Regions from separate parts of the Mus musculus genome. Here region 2 is linked to region 1. A link is a contact called in public promoter capture Hi-C data. All regions are on one chromosome and are shown on one strand. Each heading gives the region's core, a stretch centred on a gene start, on an enhancer-like site or on the middle of the called end of the contact. The rest is flanking DNA. Distances are from core to core; before and after follow the strand shown. Region 1 holds the start of Dnajc10 (DnaJ heat shock protein family (Hsp40) member C10). Region 2 holds the start of Ttc17 (tetratricopeptide repeat domain 17).

Region 1 (6,023 bases), core at 3,475-5,974:
CTTCGATCTTTTCTTCCTCGTTCCCTTCTTTCCTTTGTGACCCCCTCTCCTCTTGTTTTTCTTGCTTAATCTTGTCACCATGTAAAATCATGGTCAACAAAGGTGTCACACAAGGAGGATGGACGGTGCTTTTTTTTAAAATTAGATATGTTCATTATTTAAATTTCAAATGTTATCCCCTTTTCTAGTTTCCTCTCCAAAAATCCCCTATTCCCTCCCTCCTTCCCCCTGCTCACCAACTCACCCACTCCTCCTTCCTGGCCCTGGCATTTCCCTATACTGGGGCTTAGAATCTTTGCAAGACCAAGGGCTTCTCCTTCCACTGATGACCGACTAGGCCATCATCTGCTACATATGCAGCTAGAGACACGAGTCCCACCACGTGTTTTCTTTGGTTGGTGGTTTAGTCCCAGGGAGCTCTGGGAGAGGACAGTGTTTTTACCACATAAGCTGCCATTATACTTAAAAAGTTCAGCTTTTGTTGGAACACGTAATGTAATGCTCTTCAAAGTTTTGAAAAGCTTTAATAGTTAACTTCTAATGCAACATACAGCATAAAACACTCAGTTAACAGGAACCATACATATGAATATTAAGTTTAATCTGACCAATATACCCTCATGTATGTATAGTATTTTCTGAATTCTAACCCACTTACCTTTCAACTCAGCTTGAGAGTACATTAGAAAACACTAATCACAGTAACATATATGAAATGTACAAACTAAATAGTAGAACAAAACTCACTTTTCTTTCACTCATACTAAGAAAGACTTGAGGTGGGGAGACAGCCTGGTGGGAGAGCATAAAGTCCCAGCACGGGTGAGGGAGGAGACAACTGAGACTGCAGGAGTAACATCACCTTACCGAAATCGTAACGGTAGTAGCTCCAGCTCTCATACTGGCCTCCTTGATTATCTTCAAGTCCCTTTTCTCCATATTTGTCATACTTTTTCCGTAGATCTTCATCTTTGAGTACTTCATATGCTCTATTTATTTTTAAAAAATCACCATGTGCATTTGGGTTATTCTGTTAAAAAATATTAGATGCAATAGTTACTTCAAATGCACAATTTGAATCTTTTCAGAAACACAGCTTTAATTGATTCCAGCGATCCCTGAATACTAGATATCAGCAGAAAAAGCAGGGCAAGGCAACAGACCAAGAATCATCAAGAAGAACTAAGGAAGTCCTTCTAAGGAAGCAGAGTGTCCAAATGGGGAAAGTGTGAGTCTCGGCAACACAGTTTCTCATGTCTATATAAAGTATCCAAATAAGATCAATGGGTAAAGAGCAGTAATTCTCTTGTAACAAATGCTGAAAGAAAAAAATGCAACTAATAAAACCTAAGGGACCTTGAAGCCTTTACTCCAAACTGTGTTACTTCTGTAACAATAGTAATGTTCTCTGGTGAGATTCAACATAAAGTGTAGTTTTGTCTGTCTGTCTGTCTTTCTTTTTTCTTTCTTTTTCTGTGTGGTTTTTACGAGACAGGATTCTCTGTGTAGCCCTAGCTGTCCTGGAACTCACTCTGTAGACCAGGCTGGCCTCGAACTCAGAAATCCGCCTGCCACTGCCTCCCAAGTGCTGGGATTAAAGGCATGCGCCACCACTGCCCGGCAAGTGTATTTTTAATGAGTCAAGTTTATTAATTAAGAAATAATACCAAGATAGCAATTCCAAACTGGACTGAAAAATGTAACTTCTTCACTGTTTCACAGATTCGGCTTCTGGAAATCACACTTGGAAATTTTAAGACAAAAACTTGTAAAACAACAAGAACAAATATTTAAATATAATACAGATCTGTGGGAAAGATAATTAACTAAGAGTTTATAATGTAGTTATTATGTAATTGAACAAAATAATTTCATTTATAAATTTCTACTTCAGAAATTATCTCCATCATGTCCTCTCATATGATAAGCTAAAAATTAATGAAAAAAAAAACTTTAAATTTTAAAAAACCATAACATTCAAAATCAATCTGTTTTTAAAGATTCTTGGGTAGACAATCAAATAGTTACAACTGGAAATCCCTTTGGAGCTGTCAAGGTTTCATTTATAAGTTTTTAAGTCGGAAGCTGGAGCCGGGCATGGAACAAGAGAGAAAGTTAGAGCACGCTGTGACTAGTGACTGCTGTCACATCTGCAGGACACTTGAATTCTGAGGGCAGATTTGTCTCTATGGGTTCATCACCCACTTGAGTGTGAACACCACTTCACAGACAAGACTTGGGGGTTAGTGTCTCTACTTCTGCTGTAAATCAGTTTACAGAGAAGAGGTAACTATGTATCTGATGCCAACAAAATCATTGTACTTGGCTTCTCCTGGTTTTACTTTAACAGATGAACTGGGTTTCAGGTGGTGGGGATCGAACCCCTGAGTCGTGTGCCTGCTGTGTAAGGGCGCTACTTCTGAATTACATCTACAGTTCCCAAATTACAATTTCCGACAGTATGCTTAAGCATTTCACTGATTTAAAAAGAGTGAAAACCCGCTTTTCCCAGAGGGTTGTACTTTTTTACATAACCGTTTAAGCACATCAGTATAAATATCCCGATATTTAAAAGAGAAAGTTTGCCTACCGGGTTTTTATCAGGATGTAACTTCAGTGCTAATTTCTTAAAGGCTTGTCTTATTTCTCTACTGCTTGCAGTTTTCGACACTCCAAGTAAACTGTAAAAATTCTGATCTGTGCCCACCACAACGACCACGTACAGTATCAGAAGACAGAGACTGATCCTCTTCAAGTCTCTGATAAAGTCATCTTTGTTTAACCAGACTCCCATTCTCTTTCTTATGAAAGTTCTGACTTATGTGAACATTAAGATACAATGCTGGGTCCGGTGGTTAAAATAGACACACGTGAGAATCTCTGTCCACATAACTTCAAGGGTCAATCAAGCATCTCGGGAACACAGCTCAGAAATGTTAACCTAAAGAGAGCAAACCAGGCAGTTAAAATACTTTTCAGACTTAACATTTATAGCATGATTTGTCAAGCGACACAGCCAGTAATACAGTTTCCACACTGAAGGTCACATCCCTGTGAATAGCTTTGAACCCCTATTCTCCAGGACCCTCCCTTGCCCCTGTATTCAGGTAGGCATGTTTGTAAAATCACTGATAGCAGGAAAAAGGTAATGAGTAGTAGTAGCTAGCTAGCTTTCAAGAAAAACACAGGCACACATATGCGAGAGAAAGAGAGAGAGAGAGAGAGAGAGAGAGAGAGAGAGAGAGATGGGGGAGGGAGGGAGGGACAGAGACAGAGATACTGAGAGAGACAGGGACAGAGACACAAAGGCTCTGGTCAATATGATGCTACCAGGATAAGACTCAGCAGTATTTCTTTTCTCTCCCAGCACGCTGCCCTTTCTAATACCTCCTCCCTTTCAGCTCCTTCCACGCCTGGAAAGCTTATCAAGTTCCTTTTTTAAATCTAATCTCATTTGTAGAGAATGCCTTCGAGGGAAAAACAAGGAAGCATGAAGCTTTTCCAAGAGGGTTGTACTTTTTTACATAACCGTTTAAGAACATCAGTATAAAAATAGATAACTTAAAAAAGCAGGCCACACAAGTTCTCTAAAGTGTTAGCACCAAGAGAAGATATTTTATAATAATTGCAAATCAATGCAATTTCACTGTAAAGCTCCTGTCTGGAGTAAAAACTAGGAAAACAAAGAGCACCAGGCATTGCTTGAGGGTAAAACCCTAACATTTAACCTTACAGCTAAACTAGTCCTCTTTAATATCTTCAAATGCTTTGGGGGAAAAAAAAAAGATCTAACTTCCCTAACCTCCTCAGTTTCAGCTCTCTTCCCTTAAGTCCGGATATGTTTCTAAGTATTTCTCCTTACCTGGGAACAGGCCTCACCTCACGTCTAACTCCCTTTTTTCACCCGCCTCCCCTAATAGCCCTTTGTAAAATATACTGACAGTAAAACAGAAATACCCAGACTGACAACCATCAGGAAGGAAAACAAATGAAGAACAAATCTCAACAAAGGCGACTTTGGGATAAGGTGTCCCTCGGCTTAGGGTGGGTTCAGGCAAAGCCTGGGAATAACTGAACAGCCTGGGGCCAGTGAGGCTGCAGGTAAACGCAGTGTTAATGAGGGATGCTGCCACCGCTCCAGAGCGGGATCGGGGAGAGGCGAAAGACAGAGGGTACGGGGCTGGCAAGGGTGCGCCTTGAGGTCCCAGGTCGGACCAGGGAGAGAGACCCCGAGTTAGAAAGTGCGAGCAGAAGGGGGCTCGCAGAGGTGGGGTGGAGGGGGCCGTGAAAACCCGGCGCAATGGGGGCACCGAGGCGGTGGGATGGGTCTGGCGTCCTCCCTCCCTGATGCCCCCGCAGTGCGTGGAGCCCGGCCCGCGCCCACCTCGGCGTCCTCAGCTACTGCCCCATCCTCAGGTCGCCGAGCTCCGGACCCGGCAGGACCGGACGCTGCCTGCGAACGCGCGCAGCAGCAATTCTGCCGCTCCCGTCGCGCCGGCGGGGCGGGGCCTGGCGCGGGGCATTGTGGGAAAGGCGTGGGCGAAGGCCGACGGGTGGCCAGCAGGGAGGGACGGGTGGGACCGCCGAGGCTGACGTGGCCTTCTGTGTGGCTGCGGCGGTGGCTGCGGGTCCCGCTCCTAGCCAGAGATAGGGAAGCATCCCGCAGCGCGGCCCACAGGCATCTTGCGGCCGTAGTCAACCGCTGGCGGAAGGAAGGGTGTGAAGCCCGCCTTTTCCGGTCCCGTTGCCAGGGCGACGGGAAAACCCGGGTGGAGAGATCCGGCTCTCTGGAGGTTTGGTTAAAGGGTGGGTATCCTTGAAAGGGCAGATTTGGCAGAAAGTGGAGAACTTGTCTGAATTGACCCCGTTGCCAGGGACCGGACAGAATAATTAAAGTTTTCTAGAAATAAAATTGTTTACAACTTTTATGTATCAACAAATATGAAGCGTTCTACAGGATTTCTGGATTTGTGAATCTGCCTTCTGATCCTCTCCTTTACTGGATTTGTTACAGAAACTGCAGTGTTTGAGTCATGACACTTTGACCGTTGAAGTAGACACATTAAAGTCCCTGAAAGAGGAAGTGATGGAAGCTGGTGGTAGTGATTTGAAATAAGTAGAAATTGATAGTGAGTCTTTGGGTAGTTAACCAGATGTCAGTTAATAATTTTATGGCTGTAGGACCTGTTGCTAAACCAACATATTGTAGGAAAGAAGCGGAAGTATAACGAACAAAGGCAGAAATATCAGAAAGAGCCTGAAGTAGCAGCTGTTAACCTGTACCAGGAACTGGCCGAAGTACACACGCGTTAACTCAGCCCTAAAATATTCTCGGGAGATACAGCTGATTATCATACACATGTCAAAATGGAAAATAAATGGGTAACTAAAAATTGAGGAAAATAAGATTAACACTTAAACAACCTAGTTCATTATGCCACGGTGATCCAAAACTCCTTAGAAAAAAATCTAAAAGCAAAACAGAGAACTGAAGAATCAAGTGGAAACTAATAGGTTTTTGTTACCATAGTGAATACATTTCAACTTATATTTTTAGATGGTAAGGAAGCTTCTTAAAGCTTTATTGTAAAGGACTGGAGTTGCATCTTACATAGTTTGCAACTCCTGAAGGGAGGATTCAAAGGAGATGCTTAGGAAAGGAAAAGCAGAGAAAACACAGACACACAGGCAGCATGCCACAAGTAATTTAAAGCAGTGTGTAAAACATTTTCTCTTCTCTGGGATATGTACTGGTGGGTAACAAGAGCAAAGACTTTCTGCTCCTAATAAATTGGATGATAGAGGGACACATTAGCCTGTTAGTTATTCAAATATATCTGTAATTAGGAAGGAAAAAATATGAAACACAGATCACAGTAAGACCAAAAGGTAGAAACGACCATCCAACAGCTTTCAGCTCATTTTAAGAGGTTTTATGGCTCAGTGGTTAAGATTACTGGCTGCTCTTCCAGAAGACAGAGTTCAATTCCCAACACCCACATGGCAGCCCACAACTATCTGTA
Region 2 (6,148 bases), core at 131-2,630, about 14 Mb before region 1:
CCCTAGAGCTGGAGTTCTACAGGTGGTTGTGGCCTAACACTGCTTCCAGGGAAGAGCAGGAAGTGCTCTTCAGCCCTGAGCCATCTTTGTAGCCCCAAGCCATCTCTCCAGCCCCAAGATATACCTTTTTAATAAAACGAATGTTCATTACACGGGTACTTTTAAGAAAAGCTGCCTAGTGAGCTGGGCCTGATGGTTCATGCCTGTATCCAGCATCAGGTGGTTGACACAGGTGGACTTAAAGGCCTGCCTGGGCTAAATAAATTCCAGGCAATTCAGGCTGCAAATGGGACTTCATTTCAAAAACAAAACAAACAAAATCAACAAAACCAAACTGCTCTCAGAAGAATTACAATGCCATAGCACAGTCTCTGTTCCCATAACATGAGGCAGACATTTGTTTCCTGCAACACATCTATGTAGGTGGCAGGGCACAATTTTTTTTTTTCTCAACAGAAAAAAAAAAAAGCATAACAGCTTTGTTACAAGATGATACGCCCACCATACTAGTAGGCCGACCTGAAATACCTATAATAACATACATTGGCAGAGCCTGGAACCTAAGCTGGTTAACAGCTACTGTACCTGTTGGTAGTGCGCCTCTTAAGTTTCAATATGCAAATCAATCACCTGAGACTTCTTTAAAACATACTCATAATGGCTGAGTCTACCCTCGGGGAAGGGAAGCCGCAGTGCTTACATATTTAATACAGTCCCCTCCCCGGAGATGCCACTATCTGGGTTCTACACCTAGGTCTTTAACTTAGACTAGAGCTGCCCACCAAAGTCCACAAGACACGTGGTGCTGCTGCTGTAAGACCCAAAAATCTGGCCACACTGGATGTAAGTGGTCTGTAAGGACACATCGCTTTCTAAATTTCGGAAGAAAAAGTATGCCGATCACATATACATAACTTGTAATGAGCTGATATTTTGTATTTGATAACGAGCTATTTTTTTAATTCGATGTGTGACATGCATTACACAGTACGACTGCGCCGCTTAACACTCCATTACGAGACTTATTAAAAAAAAAAAAAAAAGCCTCTCTCAGATAGTTGAAAAGTATAACTTTTATTGCCCTACCAGAAACAATACTTACTTTTTAAAAAGACCTTCACCGTCTTCTCACTTCTGCTCAAGCTCCACCTAGTTTTATTATCTCCCCTCCGATTCCCACGCTTGGGGATCTTATAGCCTCCAGAAAAACGATAACTAGAAAGCCGTTTCCAGCCCTGAGGTGTGGCAGGACCGGCTTCCCCGACCGAGAGTAAAGGGACCGGTATCGTCTCCGAGGCACTCCGCGGGCTCCTCCTCCAGTTCCAGAGGCGACCTCCCCAAGATGGCGGACCGCAAGGAGTCGCTTCCGCTTCCGGTGTGAGCAGCCCGGCCGGGGGGGCAAGATGGCGGCGGCAATAGGGGTCCGCGGCCGGTTCGAGCTGCTACCTCGCTCCGGCCCGGGTTGGCTTCTCAGCCTTTCCGCTTTGCTGAGCGTGGTGGCTCGAGGGGCCTTGGCCACTACGCACTGGGTCGTCACGGAGGACGGGAAGATCCAACAGCAGGTAGCGGCCAGGGTGCCCCCTCTCTGCCCGCGCCCGATCAGGGGGAATCCCGGAGCCGGGCCCCTGGGTGGCTCCGCGCGGCCCCGCCCCCAGCTTGGCTTCCCACGGTCCCGGCCCACGGGCCGAGGCTTCCTGCGCTCCGACCTGGCGCCGCCCCCTCCCCTCTGGTCCCCTCGCCCCGGCTCCGCCGTGGGGAACTTCTCAGCCTTCCACCTTGGGGCCGCGCGCCGTCCCGGAACCGACCCCGGGGAGCTGAGACTTGAGCTCCCGGGTTAGGAGTCACGGATTCATCATTAGTTCTGCCTTTGGAGCCGCTGGACCAGGACCCGCGCGCCACCACCTCTCCCCGAGGAAGTAGAAAGCAGGTGGCAGTGCCGGGGAGTGTGCGCGTCCCAGGCCGGTGACAGCCAGGGTGGCATTAGTGAATGGATGGATCTTTTAATGCGCCTCCTCCAGCCTTGTCTCCCACTGATGGGATTTGTTTCGCGATGTGGTGGTTTGAGGCTGTGCCGTTAGCCAGGTCATTAGGGGCTCTTTAAAGACAACCCATTCTTGCTCCTTCTGAAGGAATGCCAGAAGATGCATGCCTCTGGTGGCGGTGCCCGCATCATTCAGTTCTTAAGTGCCCTCATTTCCCGGTGTATTTTACATTGCTTCCTAGTTCCTTTGACCCAGCCCGGCACTCAGCATTTGCAGTTTACTAGATTACCTATGCTTGAACTGATTTCTCAGAGGAGTGACCGCTTTTCTTATATAACTTTCTGATGCCTGCATCTGCATTTGCTTTCATACTGCTGATGCTTTAAGGACTGCGTGTGTGTGTGTGTGTGTGTGTGCGTGTGTGTGTGTGTGTGTGTGTGTGTGTGTGTGTGCGCGCGTGCTCGCGCGCGTGCTTCACCACAGAATCTTGTAAACTTAATGACTTCCAGCGCTTGACAACAATCAGGAAATGTCCAGGAGCCATTTAAAAAGTGAAGTGTGTACCCCTTGCAATTTAAGCATACTGACTCATGTTTTAACCAAAGGCGAGAGAGAGAAACTGATCCTTTTGATTAACTGTAGAAACACATCGCATGGTTTATATTTAAGATGAGACATTTCACAATGCAGCAAACCTAAACAAAATTTTTAAAATGCCCACACTTTGTGTTTCCAGTGTACTCTTTCCTCGAGTGTATTTATATCAAACTCCCGATTTAAAGGATTTCTTTTTCATGGATATTAAGTTCAAGATCCAAGTTAATTTTCATTAGCCTCCAACTGAGAGTTTAAAAATGTCAGAACCCCTAGAAAAATACAGTAAGGCTGCCTTTCCAACGTAAGATTGGAAATCCTGCACCATCCCTGTTTTCATCTTTTGATTGCTGTTGGTGGTTTGCTGAGGTCCGCGTGAAGGGAGGCATTGAATTCAGTCACTTATGCTGCAATTTGGGGAGCCCTTCTCCCATTGGCTCCTTCGCTATATTGTTTCTGGCCACAGCTATTTATACTCGATGACATTGACTTCTCCTTCCCATTTTGGTGGCCTGCCACTCAGCCGGAAAAGAAATCCATCTGAAAAGTGAAGGTTAATTAACGGAAATGGATCATTTATATGTTGAATATTACAGTGGGAAGGTAAGATCGGATTTGTTTTTGTTCTTTAAAAAAAAAAAATGCCTTCTTTTACATATTGGATCTACATCTTAGAGGGGAATATATGGGTATTAGTACCTTGCCAGATCTTCTGAATCTCTGCCAAGTTCTCTCTTCAGTAAGTAATTAGACTTAAAGATAAGAAAGCACACCCTTTTTTATAACAGCCCTTCCCATTGACTTTTTCCAGTTCTTCATTGCACGTTAACAGTTGCAGCACTGGGTTCTGGCAGCCATGAACTTTTACTCTATAACAAATAAAGTTGATGCCAATGTGTAACAACTGGCGGGGGAAGGGTGTTAGAAGTAAAGTGGTGGTGTTAATCTAAGAGGAGACAGGTACAAATGAATAAAATAGGAATTGGATAAGGTGGGCAGCATTTGAGTTGGACTCCAGTAACTGCATAACTCCTGTGTCCTTTCCTGGCAATAAATGGAATTTGGGCAAAATCTAATAAACATTGTTTAGATTGCAGTCAGTGGTCACATTAGGGTACTCATTAGTACGTCAGTTTGTGGATACCGTAGTTCTGTTTGTAAATTTGGAACCATAGTTAGGATTGGACTAATATCGAATTAGTATCTTAATTTCTGCTGCTTGGTTCTTGGTTCTGTTACTTGATTAAGAAAAGAAGTATGGTTCCATTTTTAAAATACCCTAACAGCAAGGAGGATCTGTGGACAAACTTCAGTAGAACATTAGACTGATAAATGTCTTTCTAATCATTTGAATTCTAAAACTTTTAAAAATTATATGTGTCATGATTTTCCACAGCATACTGCATCATTTTCCACAGCAAATATGGAAATACTTATATGAATTAAAAGTGAGAATTAGAGACAACTGTGGTGACACACAACTTTAATCCCAGCACTGAGGGGACAGAAACAGGTGACTCTCTGAGCTTGAAGCCAGCCAACATGGCTTACTTACATAGCAACTTCCAGTCCAGTCAGCGCTACATAGTGAGATACTGTCTTTCAGAGAAAAAAAAAAAATCAAAATTGCCCAAAGTGCACATTTAAATAGGGGCATTTCCACTATTATAGTGAAAGTACAGCATGGAATCTTTACCAGGACAAGTGCATATTCGTTGGGTTTTTGTACCACAAGCCTTAGCAGACCCTAAAGGTAGTCACACTGGTTCTAGACTTCAGGCTTGTGAATATGCAAACTTAGAAACCCTCTGACCTTAGGTGGGTTCTGCAGGGGCTTCTTTCAGACTGATCTCTATTCCTGCAGGCAGCTTCTTTGCATTCAAAGCTGGAGTTGCTGCTGGCAACAGCAGGTGTCCAGTGCATGCCTTGGAAAATCAGAGTTTCTTTCCATGGCTCCTGCCTCAGCTAAGAAACATCCCTCCTACCACTGAATTCCCAAGAATGCTGTCTAGGGAGTCCTGGAGCCGGAGTGGGAAGAAAGAAAACATTTTCTATGTTTCTTTCCCACCATAGACAGAGAAAGGTTAAGAAAAAGGCTGTCTACAATTGCGAGCTTTTTCTCAGCTTTCGGTTCTGGAATACCTCTTTATAATTCATTACCTCCACTCTCCCCATACCAGGAAATCAGAAAGACCATCTGTCTTCATTTTCTTTCCTGTTGCTGTGCTAAGATACCCTGACAAAGACACCTTAAGAGGGAAAGGTTCATTTAGCTTACCATTCCAAGTTACATCATAGGCAAGTGGGGAGAGGTGAGGGGAGCAGGAACTTAGAGCCGCCAGTTTGAAGCAGCTACTCACATTACAGTTAGAAAGAGCACGAGGTAGCACGCATATACCCGTGCTCAGCTCACTTTCTCCACTTTTATACAGTCCAGGCCCCAAACCCAGGGAATAGTGCTGCCCACAGTGGATGGGTCTTCCCATCTCAGTTAACAACATCAAGACATGCCATGCCCACTGGCTAATTTAATCTAGATAATCCCTTATGGAGACTCCCCAGTGGTTCTAGATTGAGTTCAACTGTCAAAACTAGTGATCCCAACTTCTATCTCACTTTATACAAGGAAGGGTCCTTAGCTTGGAGTCAGTCTGTGAACTAGATGACTGTGTGTTATTAACCAGTTAGCATGAGGCTCTGCTGTGTAATTAGGCCAAGAAACCCTTACATCATCCTTGGTGTTGAAATGGGGCTTCAGTTTAGTGTTGCGTGTCTGTAATCCCAGCACTCAGAATGTGGAGGCAGGAAGGTGAGTAGTTGTTATACTTGACTATATACATATTCATATACATGTACATATAGCAAAGTTATGGCCAGTCTGGGCTACATGAGACTCTCTCTGTCTCTAAACACACACACACAACACACACACACACTTCTGAATAGTCTGGTAGGAAGCTTCCTCATAATCAGAGCTAAGGTGTTGCTGGTTGGATTTGTAAAGAATAAGCTTCTAGACAATATTTTCAAATATTTTTATTTTTAATTTAAATATAATCACATCACCATCAGACTACAACCAAGTTCACATCCACTTCTAACCTACTGAGGGACAGGCCATGGGACTTTGGCCTTTTGTCAATTCCACGTGGTTTATCACGTCTTTAGGCAAGGGTTACTGAAAGTCACTCAGCAAGCATGCTTTGCCAAGGGATGCTTTCGTGCAGCCTAGGCTTTCCTCAGTTGCTATGTAACCGAGGCTGGCCTTGAACTTCTTGAGCATTCGGTCACCACCTGTCAAGTGTTAAGATTATAGGAATGCCCAACAGGACCGGGTAGTGTTTGTTTGTTTGTTTCCAAAGTACCTGCTAATTCGCTTGCTGCTGAGGTTAAGTAAATTTTGGAATTAGCCTGCAACCCTCAGTACTCGCTAGCATTCTGTTTCTTTAGGTTTTCTGTTTGGTTGGTTGGTTTTTGGTTTTGATTGGGGGGGGGGGGGGGTGTTTGTTCTCATTTCTGTTTGTTTGTTTGTTTGTTTGTTTGTTTGTTTTGGAAAGGTTCTCATGTATCTC

Evidence for each region. Promoter capture Hi-C pulls out the DNA fragments that hold promoters and counts their contacts.
Region 2: a contact with region 1 is called in a promoter capture Hi-C map of pre-B cells, with 3 times the contacts expected there. The contact joins the promoter of Ttc17 here to the promoter of Dnajc10 in region 1. A contact is called at or near these places in 3 of 39 promoter capture datasets (the HPC-7 cell line, cranial neural crest and pre-B cells).

Annotation. Positions count from the first base shown.
Region 1 is chr2:80,314,167-80,320,189 of GRCm38.p6, reverse strand. It overlaps Dnajc10 (DnaJ heat shock protein family (Hsp40) member C10), which reads right to left and starts at 4,724. Exons shown (of 23, transcript NM_024181.2): 1 at 4,385-4,724; 2 at 2,591-2,941; 3 at 868-1,030. The coding sequence starts at 2,794.
Region 2 is chr2:94,401,921-94,408,068 of GRCm38.p6, reverse strand. Ttc17 (tetratricopeptide repeat domain 17) reads left to right here and starts at 1,380. Exons shown (of 25, transcript NM_183106.2): 1 at 1,380-1,562. The coding sequence starts at 1,404. 2810002D19Rik (RIKEN cDNA 2810002D19 gene) reads right to left here and starts at 1,362. Exons shown (of 2, transcript NR_027831.1): 1 at 1,103-1,362.